2 separate regions of the Rattus norvegicus genome follow, and region 2 is linked to region 1. Evidence: chromatin contacts called from public Hi-C data. All regions are on one chromosome and are shown on one strand. The core of a region is the stretch at or near the end of the contact, and the rest is flanking DNA. Distances in the headings are between cores, read along the strand shown. Region 1 has its middle 140 kb from the start of Mpdz. Region 2 has its middle 510 kb from the start of Nfib.

Region 1 (7,274 bases), core at 2,813-5,312:
ATGGAGCGTGGACATATGTAAATAAAATATTTCACATGTCATTTTGGTTGTAATAGAATTTTTGAGGAGGGCACACGTGTGTGTGTGTGTGTGCGTGTGTGTGTGTGCGTGTGTGTCTGTGTGTGCGTATGTGTGTGTGATCTGATCACCAACATTCTGTAGAAATCTACCATCACCATGTGCATACAGTGTTCGGCATGTTCAACTTGAATATACAAGGACAAAAACAATCAAGGGACTCTGTATCTCCACAAACTGTTAACTAATTTCTACTCCAACATTTTTTGTGATGCACTTTCATTAGACTCTACATACAAGCCTTCCTGTTCATGTGTAGGTAGTAGTATTGACTTCCTTATCTAAATTAGCACCTTATTACTCTGTTTTAGCTCTTAGCACCTGTCAAGGAATTGTTTTATTTTTTTGTTTGTTTTTCATTTTTGTTTTTGTTTTTCAGTGACTGCATTCACCTTTCCCATGGGTTAAGGGTATGCAACAGCACAGCTCTGCTATGTCTGGTGCACTGATCTCTGTGATCTAAAGAGGCGCTGGGCACACAATAGCTGCTCAATAAATGTTTGTTTTCTGGAACAATTTGAAGAGAGTGGTTTTCTTTTTCATTTAAAAAAATTGTTCTGAACCATTGTAACAGTTTTAATATTTTATTTTGTCCAAACTCACCAGATTATTAGCTTATTAACATTTTTAATTTTTAAATTCGGTCCAAATTCACGACATTATTATAAACTGAATTGTTTGAGTTGTGTTTGATTTTCTCATCATGAAAGAAAGCTATTTACATCTCATGCTAGTATCTTGACAGTGAGATAGCAAATGACAATTTCCTTTGATTAATCCTTGATAAGCATCCTAGAATCATATCAAATTGCTATAAATGTTTTCTCCATATGATAGCTTGTCAGTTACCAGGAGACCGTCATCACTGCTGACCCTACTGTGCTCTTCCCAACATTTCTTATGAAACTAAAAGTCTCCCATTTCTGAAGCTGTGTCACATATGCTTCTCACATTTCTTCATCATTCTTACTAAGTCCCTCAGTCATGTTCTACACTGTCACTTTTATTTTAAAACATAGTTTCCACTCTTAATTGAGTACTCCAGGTGAGCTGCCTCCAGCCCAGCACATAGCCACTCTCAACTCCCTTTCCCCACGCCCTCTTTCTATTAATGACATATATGAGATAATCACTTCTGCACTCAAGTCTTCTCTCATAGCCTAAATACTATGTATAAGGAGGAAACATGGAGAAGTGATAGTTAACAGTTGTTTCAGTCCAACCTCCACCATCTCAGCAGAAGAAGGCAACCTGACTGCTCAAAGGGCAGGAAGAAACAGCTAGGAGCTTCCGAAGGATTTATTCCACAAAGTATCCTGGTGGGGTAGAGGAGGAACATGGTCTACCTATGCAGTGCAATCATATGCAAATTAGCATGTCTTCTGCAAACTTGCCTTCCATAGGCAACCAGGCTGCTCAGCCAGCACTTTGAAGTGACTAAGGTGAACTTCACAATGTACCAAACATCTGGAGGAAGAGAGGTTAAAAATCACCCAGACGTTTTGAGGAAAGAGAGGGTTGATAATATAGTCAGGCATAGCTGTCACTGTCCTTTCTGTTTCTTTTTACAAGAACTCATGGAACTTCCTGTTTTTCCTTTATATCAGTTTCATATGCAGAGATAAAGGGGGAAGGGATTCCGTGACAAATGTACCTTCTTTCCTAAAGAGTCTCACTTTTTGTGGTTTTTGAACAGTCAAACTTCCCTTCCATGCAGCTTAAGCACGTTGTTTCCCATGAAGAGAGGCACAAAGCCGCTCTGAGTCCAACACGGCTCACTTTACATTGCTTGTCACAGCTCCCTGATCTCTTATAACAGGGCTCTGGGAGTCTATGAAGATAGATAAAGAATTTTGGTGTAGCAGCACTGAGAGTATTGCCTTTTATAGACATCTAGCACCCTAAGGCTGTTCAGGCAATAAAGTATAATGTTCTAATTCTGAATCTCCACGTATTTCCAATTAGTAGATGGAAAGAGACCATGGGGTTGCGGGAGGATAGAAAAGACCATGTGGGTGAGTTTCTGTAAATATGCCTTCCTTCCAAAGAATCATAGAGATTTCCTTTAAACCCTGCATTTTGGTTGATTTTGCAAAGAAAGGGAAACAATCATAGGACTAACTGCGTGTGGAACTCAGTCTGGGCTTTTTACTTTTAATGTGAAAACTTTAACTATGATAACTAGAAAATTTCTAATTCCACTGAGGACTAGGGAATAAATATACTGCTTTGAACTAAAATATAGAAATTCACAGCACCACCTATTGGTTTCAAAATAAATATTATGCTTTTTTTCATTTACTAATTATAAAGAAAAAATAAAGGAATTATTATTCTTCTGAAACACGTAACATTTTAAGTAATTTTATGATGATGGTCTGGAAATATCTTATACAAAGCACACAATGAGGAGATGAGGCAACATGACTGGTAAAAAAAATACACATCAACCTAACTATATACTCAGAAAGGAAGAGCGAACACAGGTAGTCATTTGCACATTCCTTGTATGGAGTTTTCTGTTGTGCTTTGCTGTTAAAGCTCCCCTTTCCATGTTGCTTCTAAGCTGATGAAGCTGTACTTTCTCCACATTGGAGCAGATGGATTCGCACTTGATTTCTCTGTTCGTATCAACCCCTAAAATCAAGGGAAGACATTACGCTCACACATCAATTAGCTCTCAGTATTGGCTATTTCAGAATCTCCTTCACGGGGGTCTTGTATAAGTCAGCCTCACCCCATATCCCAGCCTCCTATGCATCCTGCACTTGCATGCTTCCTACTTGATGTCAGCACGCACATCTGTATCCAGAATACAGGACAGTTCCCAGAGAACCAGAAGGAAGGAAGTTCTCTCAGCTTGATAGTTGGTGCAGACTCCCTTCCCCAACCTTGGGACAGAGAGGCAATATAGTGGGATCACTTCAAGTCTACCAAGAAACTTAGGAATACACTTTTCCTTGAACCTAACTTGTGTGTATTATATGTTTAAATTACATTTTGTCATGATTTTGCTTGTATGTTTGTTTATGATTTCATTTGCTTGTTTATTTGTTTAAGACGTAAAGTGAAATAAAGACCTATAAACCCTGAAATGTATGCCTACATCCTGTCTCTCAGCATTTCCATTGTCTAATAATTCGGAAATCCAAATTCTGTAGTGGAATTTCGGGTGGAACAGAGGGAGAACTTACTTCACTTAGATGCCACATTGAAGTGTTAAATGGTTTGATTTTGTCCACCTTTCTAAAATTGGAACAGGCATTCAAATAGGAAGAATGTCTGTATCTAAGAGCAAAGGAGAAGCCTCGGAACAACCGAACAAATACCACGGGGCTCCTGGGGAGCCAATCACAAGAAATTAGAATCAGATTTCTGTAAGGAAAAGAATTGTAAGGCTCAGCTAATTAGATTACCCATAGCAACTTAAAAAAATGGATAAATTAAAAATTTCATGATTCAACCCAACAACAATGTTTTTTTTTTAAAGTACTCCAACCGTATTTAGAAACAAAAGTGCCAAAGAGAGGAAAAGGGGTTTTCTTACTCTACACTGTCAACGGGGCTCATCCTAGCCCCTTCTGTGGTTGAGCATTTCAACCAAAAGCTTCACTTCTCACTGAAGTGTTTGAAGGGTGCCTTTCCAACTACTTGTTCTCAATGGAACAGAATTCAAAATGGAAACCTTGTTGCTGCTGCTGCTGTTGTTTTGTTTCATTTTGTTTTTTGGGTTTTTTGTTTGTTTGCTTTTGTGGAATTTTGAAATATTGCTATCCTGTCTTTTTTTTTTTTTTTTTTTTTTTTTAAGGTCAGGAACATCCACATTCTGATTAGACTCAGAGTCTTTTCAGACTTGTCTCTTTTTCATACCCTGCCCCCTTGTATTTCCAAACAGACTTCTCACCAAGCAGCCTCCACACCCTCCCTGCGGGTCTCGCTCTCAGAGCGAGCCGTAATCACAGGCTTCCTTGCCCTGGCTGGCTTTTTGGCTCAGCAGGGCAGTTCCACTGCCAAGTTCTGCATCGAGCCCTTCATGGGTTTATCCTTACATGCACCTTAGCGACCTAATACATTTCATCTCTTCTCCTGCCCTCTCGTTGCTGTCTGGGCTATCTACATCTAAAAGGAAGAAAGCCCCTGACATACTTTTGCCCTTTCCTCTGACAAACCTGCTATTGAAGAAAAAGTTAGCAGTAAGGAAGGAAAGCCGGAGTCAGCTGAGGCTAGAAGAGGCAGCCCAGTTGAAATTTAAAGCGGCAAATCGTGTGGTGATTCCTGGGAAAATGAGAGATGCTGGTTTCAAAACATGTAACACATAATCTGCCTCTAAACAGACCAAAAGCTTAGCTCAGACCCACCAGCTTCGCTTCTAAACATAAAACCAGGAAATTAGGGAAGTTTGTTCCCATTCCCTTTAATAATGGACATTAGCAGAACGCTTTGGGGAACAGAACCCTTTTTATGGAGTACGAACCAGCAATTTTAAAACAAGAAATATGTGTGGGAACGGTGTTTATTTTTCTATACTTGAGAGCACATGCAGTGATTATTAATATTTACATACAGATGCTCGTATGGAAATCATTGTCTTGGAAAGTGGTTAGAGTCTAGAAACAATTGGCAGTCAGAAAAAGGAAAAGTGAGAACAGTCCAGTCTACAAACCATCCCAAAGGACCCTCTCCTCAGTAATGGGAAGGCTGATAACACAGTCATGGTTCTGAAAACCCTGCAGAAAGACAAGGATACCTTAGGATTGTTATGGATTCTTGTATAAGATTTGGGGACCTGAGTTCTTTTCAAATTGACTTCATGTGTGCAAAATCAGCCGACAGCTTCAGGTGCGGGTAGATGTGTGCGTGCTGAAGTCCTGGCAACTGGAGATAGCTGGATTCCTTGAGGGTTGTTTGCTCATTGGAGGGAGAGATAGGGAGCCTTCCGTTTTGAAAAGACATTCATACCACAAATGTGCCACTGTCCACTAACAGAGGCTGTGTTTTGTTACAGCTCTGCAGGATTCGGGGTGTTTTTTTTTTAATGCCGTTCAACGTGCGCACAGTGGAGTATTTCACTTGTTTGGGTACATCAAGCAAGGAAAAATCCAAACCAAAACAAAAAGACGCACACAATCAGCACACACACAAAACAGGATTGTGCTCCTTTGTTTTGTGTTTTCTGTAACCCAGATTGCGGCAATTATCTCTCTGGCTTTACAAGCCTTTTCTTTCATTCTGAAGGCAGTTTTTGGAATCACGTTACACTTAACTCAGTTTAACAAATAAGAGTAGTCTGGCAAAATGGCACCATGTGCTTTCCACAAATATCTGTGGTATAGACATTTTTATTATGCCCAAGCCTCTTTGGTTTAGAGCAAAAGGACTAACGCAAAGAAAGGGAAAACCCAGACTTACGGACTTGGAGTGTGTTGGGGTCACTTTCTGCACCAGAATGAAAAGGGAGGAAAGATACATTTTAAAAATAACCGGAGGAGGAAAGAGTCAAGAGAGGTTTGGAAGCGTTCGCAGAGCACGGCTTCCCCTGACGTGAGCTACAGGCTAATGATAGAATAGTGGCATCTGGCCGGGGAGCCCCGCAAGGCTGACAATGAGCGCCCTGTAGCCTGCGCGGCTTCACACTTCTGCCTCGTCTGTAGTCAGGACAAAGAGTTGCAGGACACAAGCAAAGTAAAAGGGGGTGAAAGGGAGTCTGCGCTCAAGCTTGCCGTAATACAAATATATGTACACTGCGCTACAGATGTTCCTCGTTGGCGAAGGCTGGCACATAATCATGCTATGTGCTTCATAATATTTTAATGAGCCTTTTCTCTAAATAGCAATGAAAATGAACAATAAGAAGCTCTTAGGGAGGGAAAGTTGGTACGTTTATATATTTTTTTTCTGTCTATGGGGAAAAATTCTCATAATAGGTTATATTAGAATGGCAGGGAAAAAAAAACAGTAGACTGGGTTTAATAAAATTGTACTGAGTACCGAGTACTATGATTTCTAAAGCTAGTTTCTTTCTGTTTCTAACTCCAGCAATTTATTCAGGTTAAAGGAATAAGAAAACAGACAAGAGCCGTAGTTTTGATGGGGACTTTTTCTCCCTCTCCCTCCTTTATCAATCTCCTTTTAAGAAAAAGAAAGAAAAAAACTTCAAGTGGAAGCCTTGTAACAATGCCCTTAATAGTTAATATATTGTGCCAATTGAAGTCTTGAAATAAATAACAAACCACTTAACATGTGTTGTAAATATCTTGCTGACTTAAGCATTGTTGTACAAGGATTACATCTATTCGGGGACAGATGACTGGATCCCCAGTGGAGGGGTGGGTGGGTGTTTCTTTTCCTTTACTTTTTCTTTTTTCTTTTTTATTATTATAGAATACGTTTCAAAAGGAAGACTAGTCAAAGATTGTTATCTACCATAATGCAATCAGCTTTTAGCATTACTACTCTTCAAAGAAAATTATTTTCTTTTACCTTAGTCAGTGTGTCATTTAAAACAACTACAAGGTAAACAATCTAAAACAAAATCAGAGTGTGTATCTTGGGTAATATGTAGTTCCTAGGATAGCTCTTTTAGACTCTTTTAATTTCATAGAATAATTTGTTTTTTGGTTTTTTTTTTTTTTATTTTTTCTTTTTAGTTCATAGGGTAAATGGAATGAGATAATCCAGTATGTGAAGTTGTAAGGACAGTTACAACAATAATAGCAGGGCTGACTGGAGATGCTATCTGCAAATTTCCATGCATAAATGACTGTCCTTTCAGGGAGTTGCCTTGACTATGGCGCTCTGATTCCCACCTCTCTTCATGTAACTGTCCTAGCACTCGATGAGTTGTTTTTACAACTGAGAAAACATTCTCTCTCTGTTTCCCCATCTTTGTATATCCCATTGTTTTAACCTCTTGCTTAAAAGTGAGAGTAAATGCCCCCGGTGGGGGTCACAGATCGATAGAATAAATGCGAATCTTTACGTTATCATGCCTTAGTGTGAGGAAGCTGACGAAGTGGACTCTGTGAGTATGCTTGTGTAACGACTTTTTAAGAAATTTATGAAATATTGCTTTAAGATAGCTTAATTGCCAACCCTTCTATATCTGCCATTTTTTAAACATAAAATTATGTTAATACAGAAGACTGAAGACCACTACAAAATATGGCATGGCCTTGGAAATTAGAATTTAAGTGAAA
Region 2 (7,274 bases), core at 1,427-3,926, 400 kb before region 1:
TGTTTGGAGACGAAAACTAGAGGTTGAATCCTCTTAACTAGGTGGCGAAAGGAGCGAGACAGTTTGCCTTTTTGAAATTCAGGTGCTTTATCTCCCTGAGGTCTCTGAAGGCAGGGACAAGGGCAGATGAACCTTTAAGGTTGCTCTGAGCCCTAAGACTATGATTATGTAGTGTTGTGCTCCCTTTGAATGTCATGAATCAATGCTTTGCAATAAACTGACTAAAGGTTTGTGTGTAACCCTAGTAACTAAACTCCAGTATGCCGCTACTGGCCAATTTTTGTGACAGTTACTTAGTACCTGCATACATTCTCAAATAGTAGTGGGGAGAGTGAAACTCTGATGTGACCAGAAATGTTCTAGAAAAACATTTTTTGCGCTGTTAGGATTTATACTAATCATCCAATGATGCCAATAAAAGGTGAAGTTTGTCTTTTATTTTTTTCCATAGACTTTTCTGTCGATAGAAATAACCTGTAGAGATTCTCAACGTCTGAACACTGCTTTGATCTTTCCTAAAGGACAATGACTATTGATATGGCCAGAAAGAACTATGTGAAACAAAAGGAGGCCGTGACGTGCCCTTGTAAGAGTCAGCCCAGTCCAAATGCGCATGGAAACATCTAAACAATGAAAGGACTTCTCAGCACAGACGTGGAAAACCACCATCTCATCCCTGCCATTTTTAAGTGCTGACTTCCTGGCCAGTGTGAGGGCAGCGGTGGCACACACTGTACCAGCTGTCCCTGCGTAAACATTCGGCTTTCCAGCTATCACTTTTCGCACATCCATAATAATGTGGCTTGGAAAGGCGGCAGAAGGAAACCCTCGCAAGCTTACTGTGTCTCGGATGTGCGTGGAGCAGCAGGGATCCTTTAGGCTAGCTTTGGCTTGCTGCTGACCTACAGCTGACCCTTTGAATTATACACATTTTTACGTTTTCCTAAATATGAGAAACATCAGTTAAACATGAAAGACCTTCTCCGGAGTCCCGCTGCTGGCTATTTTAAAGAAAAATAGTTGCTTACAAATAAAAGAGGTTATTCTTAGCCAGCATGAAGTTCATCCGTCTTCTGGACTTTTCATTTCTCTTTCTCTGCCTTCTCTAGGTTTTATTCCTTTTTTTCCTGCCATCTGTATATCATCAAAGCAAGTCAGTTACGTCACAATAGAGAACCCTACCACCATCCTGAGAGAACTTCCCCCAACCCGGGTCAAAATCCTATCGTGCATCATCATGTTCAAGGACCCTGGAATTTGGGTCTCTCTTCTGAGATGCTTAAGACCTATATAGTTTCAAGTTATTTGGAGTTTTTCATGAAAATAACCTAGCATGAAGCCCCCGGGTCATTAGTTCTGCCTGACAGCATGCTGTAAAGAGCAGAAACTCTCATTTGAAAAGAAAATTCATGGAGAGAAAGCCGTTGTAAAGTTCCGAGTGTTCATTAAAGTATTCGTGGCTAGGCAAAGAGACCCTCAATTTAAACTAAGCTGAGTAATTTTGGAAAATGGAGCTGCAGCACCAGGCTCCAGGTATGGGCTGTCCTTACTCACTAGCAGCTGTGTGGGATTTGCAGTTTCTCCGTGTTTTATGTGATGATGGCGCAGGCCGGCTCAGCCTCCAGCACTGATTGCTATTCGGGGACCAGGTTCTGGATTTGCTCCAATCATGTGGAATCTATTTTGGACCCATCATGTCATACTTGAACTCTAAAATATGTCTATCGGTGAAAGGTTCTGTTTATCTTTCTCTACTCAGACTCACAGAAAATGGAGTTCAGTCCACACACCAGCGGGTTTTTGTTCCACTCTGAAACCTCCCGGAACCCCTGCAACGGTAACAGAAACAGCTACCCCAGATCCTGTCATGGCGGCTGGGTTTTCCTCAGTGCCTATCACGTGCCTGCTCTTCTATTCTCCCTTCTTTGCAAATATCCCACTGGGGCAATGGGGGCTGCAGTTTACACAGACTTGCTTCTGCTTCTCAGGTAGCAAGCAGCTAGCTCAGGCTTTTGCAGGACCCAGCTGAGCCCGCCTCCTCAGTGGAGGGGTTTCTGTACAAAGCCTGCCTGATCTGCCAGGGGCAACACTTCACGGTCAGGAAGGCAAGCAAGCGAGATGCGAAGAAAGACAACTAGGTTTGGGCCTCAGTGTGAAGAAACAATCCAATGCTAAAAGCAGATAGTGAAGACTGGCCCAGGAGGCCACCCCACACCCTAGCAGAGGACTGATTCTCTATTTCACTGGGAAGAGGGGCGTGTGTCTTCTTTTTGACTACTGTACCCACAAAGAGGGAAGCTCTATGCATTTAGTTTCTTGAAGTTGTGGAGAAGGCTTTCTGGTCGGCTGCTTCTATTGCATTAATCTGTCTCTGTCTCTGTGTCTCTCTGTATCTCTGCTTCTGTTTCTGTCTCTTTTCCTTCCCCTCACATCCCACCCCCCACTCCCTCACACACACCACTAAAAAGTCAAGACTTCAGTGCAGACTTACTGGCTGCTCCAATTTGTGATTTGAGTCTGACAATATATTCCCTTTCTGACCTGGGTCTTTTCTTCTTGGAGCAAAACAGAAAAGGAGAGGGAGTCTTAAAATAACTGGGGAGGAGCCATTGCTTTGGCCATGGAAGGGAGGCCTCTGAATCTTTTAACTGTGATGCATTTGAAAGAAGACCCTGCAAGCCACGTGGGCTGACTGACATAAAATGTGTTGGAAATGACTGAGCATCAGCATTAGCTAAGGACTCCTGAGCACATGAGCTTGCGTTTCCATAATGGGGTCAGGCTCTCTCCGGGTCCATGTGTTGAAGAGGTGGCTGTAATTTGTTAGTGACTAGAGCTAAAATGCAAACATTTTCCAGTCACATTCGCAGGAATCCGAAGCTAACCACAGTCTCGGGCACAGCCGTGAGGAAACACGTCCCAGCTGCACTGCTGCACTTGGCGACCCTGCTGGGAAGCCACTCACAAAGCTGCCAGTCTCCCTCGCTGGACCAGTGCCACTGGAAACAGAAGTGCAACTTTATCACTTGACTTCAAGACGTGGTTTCCCAGCAGCATGTGGAGGCAATGCAGGCACAGACCAGCTGTGGGAGAAGCTCCCCTTTCAGGGTATGGAAGTGGATAGTGGTATCCTCTCCATGCCTGAGGGAGAAGGCTCAAAAGCCTGGACAAGGGAATTCTTTGGAGGAGGGGAAAGAGGAGGGGGAGGGGGGGAGGGGGAGGGGGAGGGGGAGGAGGAGGAGGGGGAGGAGGAGGGGGAGAAGAAGAAGACGAAGAAGAAGAAGAAGAAGACGAAGAAGAAGAAGAAGAAGAAGAAGAAGAAGAAGAAGAAGAAGAAGAAGAAGAAGAAGAAGAAGAAGAAAAGTAGCAGTTAATTTCTCCATGAAGTGTACAATAGATGTGAACTCAAGGCTTCTTGTGCACCCCTGAGAAATAAGGTTCAAATAACCACTGTACAGCCCAGCACCACCAAGACATCTGCACCACAGCAGTAACCAATCTCAGGATGTTCTGAAGCGTTATTGCAACTGCACACAGAAGCACTCCAGACTATTGTGGTTAATGATGCCAAAAGTAGCTCGGAAGTGAAGTCGGAGGTGTGCTGTGAACAGCGATTTCCACTTGAGCTGTTTAGTTGGGAAGAAATAGCAGCCTTGGGCGGTTATGACAGTATTGTGCTTGGCCCAACTCACAGAGTCTGGAGGCCGAAGACCCTTGGGTACTCAACCTTAGCAGCGATCCAAGAAGGAAGTATCCTAAATGCTGTTAATGAATTATAATAGAAAAATAAGACTACAGCAGCCATTGGGCTATGCGTAAGAACTAATCCCCGTTGGAGACAGATTCCTTCTTTAAAAACCTCATCCAATCTGAGAAACATGACCAGGACATGCTGCCTAGCACAGGTGCTGAAATTCTCACAGACACGCATAGATATTCATTTCTGATTTTTTTATTTGTAAATATAAGAAATGGTCTAATAAAATAACTTACAATCATTGAGGTGACACAGGTGCGCGCGCACACACACACACACTATATGAACAAGTATGCATATTTGTAGAAGGAATGTAGTCCTCTTAATTCTTTGAGTGGGTCTAAGAGGAAAAGCAGAAGAATCGCTACATATTATGATTATTGTAATCCTCTTAATATGAGATGGGGAGAGAGGTGAGTGGATAAAGTCCTTGCTTTGCAAGTGTAAGGTTTGCAGGTTTTGGATTCCCAAAACCTATGGAAATTCTGAGTAAGCTCCACAGCTTGCCTGTAATTCCAGGAGGTAGAGGCAGGGGATCTCAGGGCAAACTTCTAGTCACACTGGTCATATTGGTGAGCTCTGGCTTCAACTGAGAAACTATGCCTCAAGCTATAAAGTGGAGATAAACACAATATAAAATTCCAAAAAATAATTAACAATTATATATACATCAGAAGGAAAGCAGCCGGCTTTGGAGACCTGAGCCTATAATCCACATCTGTAAGAAACTGAGGCAGGAGGATTACAATGAGTTCAGGGCCAGCCTGGGCTTCACAGTCAGTTTAAAGAGAGGCTTGGCTACAAAGTGTGAAACTGTCTCAAAACAAACAAACACTAAAGCAAAGCATGACCATGTACAACATACAATTTTACAGTGATATATTGATGGAGAAAGACCACAAACAGTGAATCCCTGATTCTGGATTCCTGACATACTCAAAGTTTTCATTTTAATAATCTCTGCTAACTTGCCTTCTCTTTTAATGTCCTTCAGATATTTTGTATTATTTAATATCTTCATAATGATCATGTATTATTTCTCTAATGTGACAAGACTAAGTGATAGGTTTTTATATTGAAAAGTTATATATGGGGCCTCCAAGATGGCTCAGAAGGTGAAGGACCGGCTGCTAAACCTGAGTACCTGAGTTCTGGGACCTGATGGAAGAAGAGAACCAACTCCTAATAGTCATCTGACCTCCACATGAGCCACAGCATGAGTGCACGCGCACACACACACACACACACACACACACACACACACACACACGTGTGTGTGTGCACACACACAAATAATACATGTAATAAAACTATATTTAAAAGGATTGATTTCTCCTATCTTCATGAGTTTTTAATCTCATCCTCAAATATTTAAACAGGAGAAAATGAAAACAGTCCTGTGACTTTAAAAGATGAATTATTAGACCAAAGGAATAATGGGGGTAAATAATATATAACAATGTATGCTATAACATTTGGAATGATTAAATTATCATAGACATTCCTGTGAGATTCTAGAAAGCAATAGAAGCATGCCGAACATTGTTTGACCATGAATCAGAGATACAGCCAGCAATAAATAAAAGACACAAGGCTCATGGAGGAAAAGAGGTTTCCAGTGCACAGTGAAAAGAATCCAGCTTCCCGTGTCCTTCCTGTGATCTAGTTTATCACAGAACTTCTCTGTAGACAGGACTTCCAGGGGAACCGCTCCAGAGCATAGTGTCTGTTGCAGTGTCTATGCAAAGATGCCCCAGGAATGGCACTCTGCTGCCAAACTTTGGAATATTTTCCAAATTTTGATAATATTTTATTGAGGTCCAATAAAGTTTGGAGCAATATTTCTACAGAGACCCAGCGCTGTTGAAATGTTCAGTGAGTTGGATCCATTCAGACTTAAGATCATGTATCAGGAAATTATCTTGTGTTTCTGGTGACTGAATTTTTAGAAGTACTTCAAAGATCTATTTATAGTTTACCAATCATCACGGTGAGGTGGGATTAAAGAGCTCTCCTGTACTCAGTGTGTCTTATTGCATGTTATAGATTAAGACAACACAGTGATGGTTATAGAATGTATCCCATATATACATGGGTAATGAAAAATTAGATGATAACACAATGTCAGGAAACTTCATACAGGAAAAGATTTCTCAATCCACTTAATAACTATATGATTTTAAGAAAACTGTGGTATTGAGAGTAATAAAATGGGCAACTCTGTACCTGTTTTCACTTGCTTTTTCTGGCTCTGTTCCCTTATACATTCATAACTGTGATAGTTATTGATAGATGTGTTGTGATATACCATGAGACTTAGAAGGAAATTAAAATGGTACCAGAAAATAGGTGCAGTAACCTATTGTTAGCCTCTGCTGAGTAAAGAAATATGATACCACATTGTTGAAAGCTATGATTGTCTCTGGTACTTTGAGTTTCTTCCTTTGCTGCGATTTCCTGGATTGTAGGACACAATAAACCTACTGTGTTAAAGGTAAGGACTGTGGGATGTTGACCTAATTGAAAATACGGACATCCTAGTGGAAAACGACTGTTATCGACAGAAGCACTTTCAAAACGGGAAGCTCCTAGTTCAATTTGGCTTTCAGATTAGATTGAACTTCCCCCACCTCTGAGGATGGCATAATTCCCATGGTTCTTTGGGAGTCTCATCTGAAATAGAATTGGGGGAAAAGACAACATGATTGACAAGGGCAGGTGATATGAGCTCAGAATCCTGCTGAGGGAACTCACTTAGGATTCCAAATTAAAGTTAGCCTTAGCCCCATGCTGGCTTGTTCTGCCCTGATGCAGACACTGAGTCTGCTCTCGGCTAAAGACATACCATGTACAAATTAACTTGTACAAGGGTCGAGGGTCTCGTTCCATCCTCTGTCTTTCAGAAATAATGAAGTATAGCTGCAGTAATGAGGAAGTTAACTGGGAAATGGCATAAAGCTTTAATAAACACTTCCTAGGCTTTGTCTGTTTCCCCAAATATTTGTCTTGTACAAAACACATTGGATACCTCTCTACTCTCCTTCAAAGCAACGAGTAAGATAGTTTTGGATTGAGAGAAAAATCTTGATAATCTTGGAGCAATATTTTTGTTTTTCTACATTAGGTCATCTAAGTTTAGCGTGGCTATTGTCATTTTAATTCTATGAAACTGAAGGCTCTAAGATGTGAATTCACCAAAATAGCACAGTAAATGTTAAGCTTGTAATTTCTATGAGAGATTTGTATGTAGACAATTCAAGATCCACTTTCCCAATGTTCAATCTCTAAGATAAACCAAGCCTCCTTTGGCAGACCTTTGCACACAGCAAACATCTTATAAACCTTATTGTTTAATAAGTAGAAATACCCATGTGTAATAAAAGAATAAATATAACAATATTCTGTGTATATGAATTCTGAAAAATATGTACTCTACTAAGAAATAAATATATAGAATGAATGACCAAGGTCTTCAGAAAATTGAAATCTTCTATTTTCAGAAGAACTCTTTTAGTAA

The links. Hi-C and Micro-C count contacts between places; a contact is called where the count stands out from the background.
Region 2: a contact with region 1 is called in a Hi-C map of psoas muscle, with 2.2 times the contacts expected there. The contact joins two enhancer-like sites.

The regions. Positions count from the first base shown.
Region 1 is chr5:101,105,244-101,112,517 of GRCr8, reverse strand. No RefSeq gene overlaps it. Among named protein-coding and RNA genes, the nearest start is that of Mpdz, 140 kb to the right of the region's middle. Within about 2 kb of position 4,062, at least 25 of the 93 cell types and tissues checked have an H3K27ac peak or open chromatin away from gene starts, as enhancers often do.
Region 2 is chr5:101,505,588-101,512,861 of GRCr8, reverse strand. No RefSeq gene overlaps it. Among named protein-coding and RNA genes, the nearest start is that of Nfib, 510 kb to the left of the region's middle. Within about 2 kb of position 2,676, at least 11 of the 93 cell types and tissues checked have an H3K27ac peak or open chromatin away from gene starts, as enhancers often do.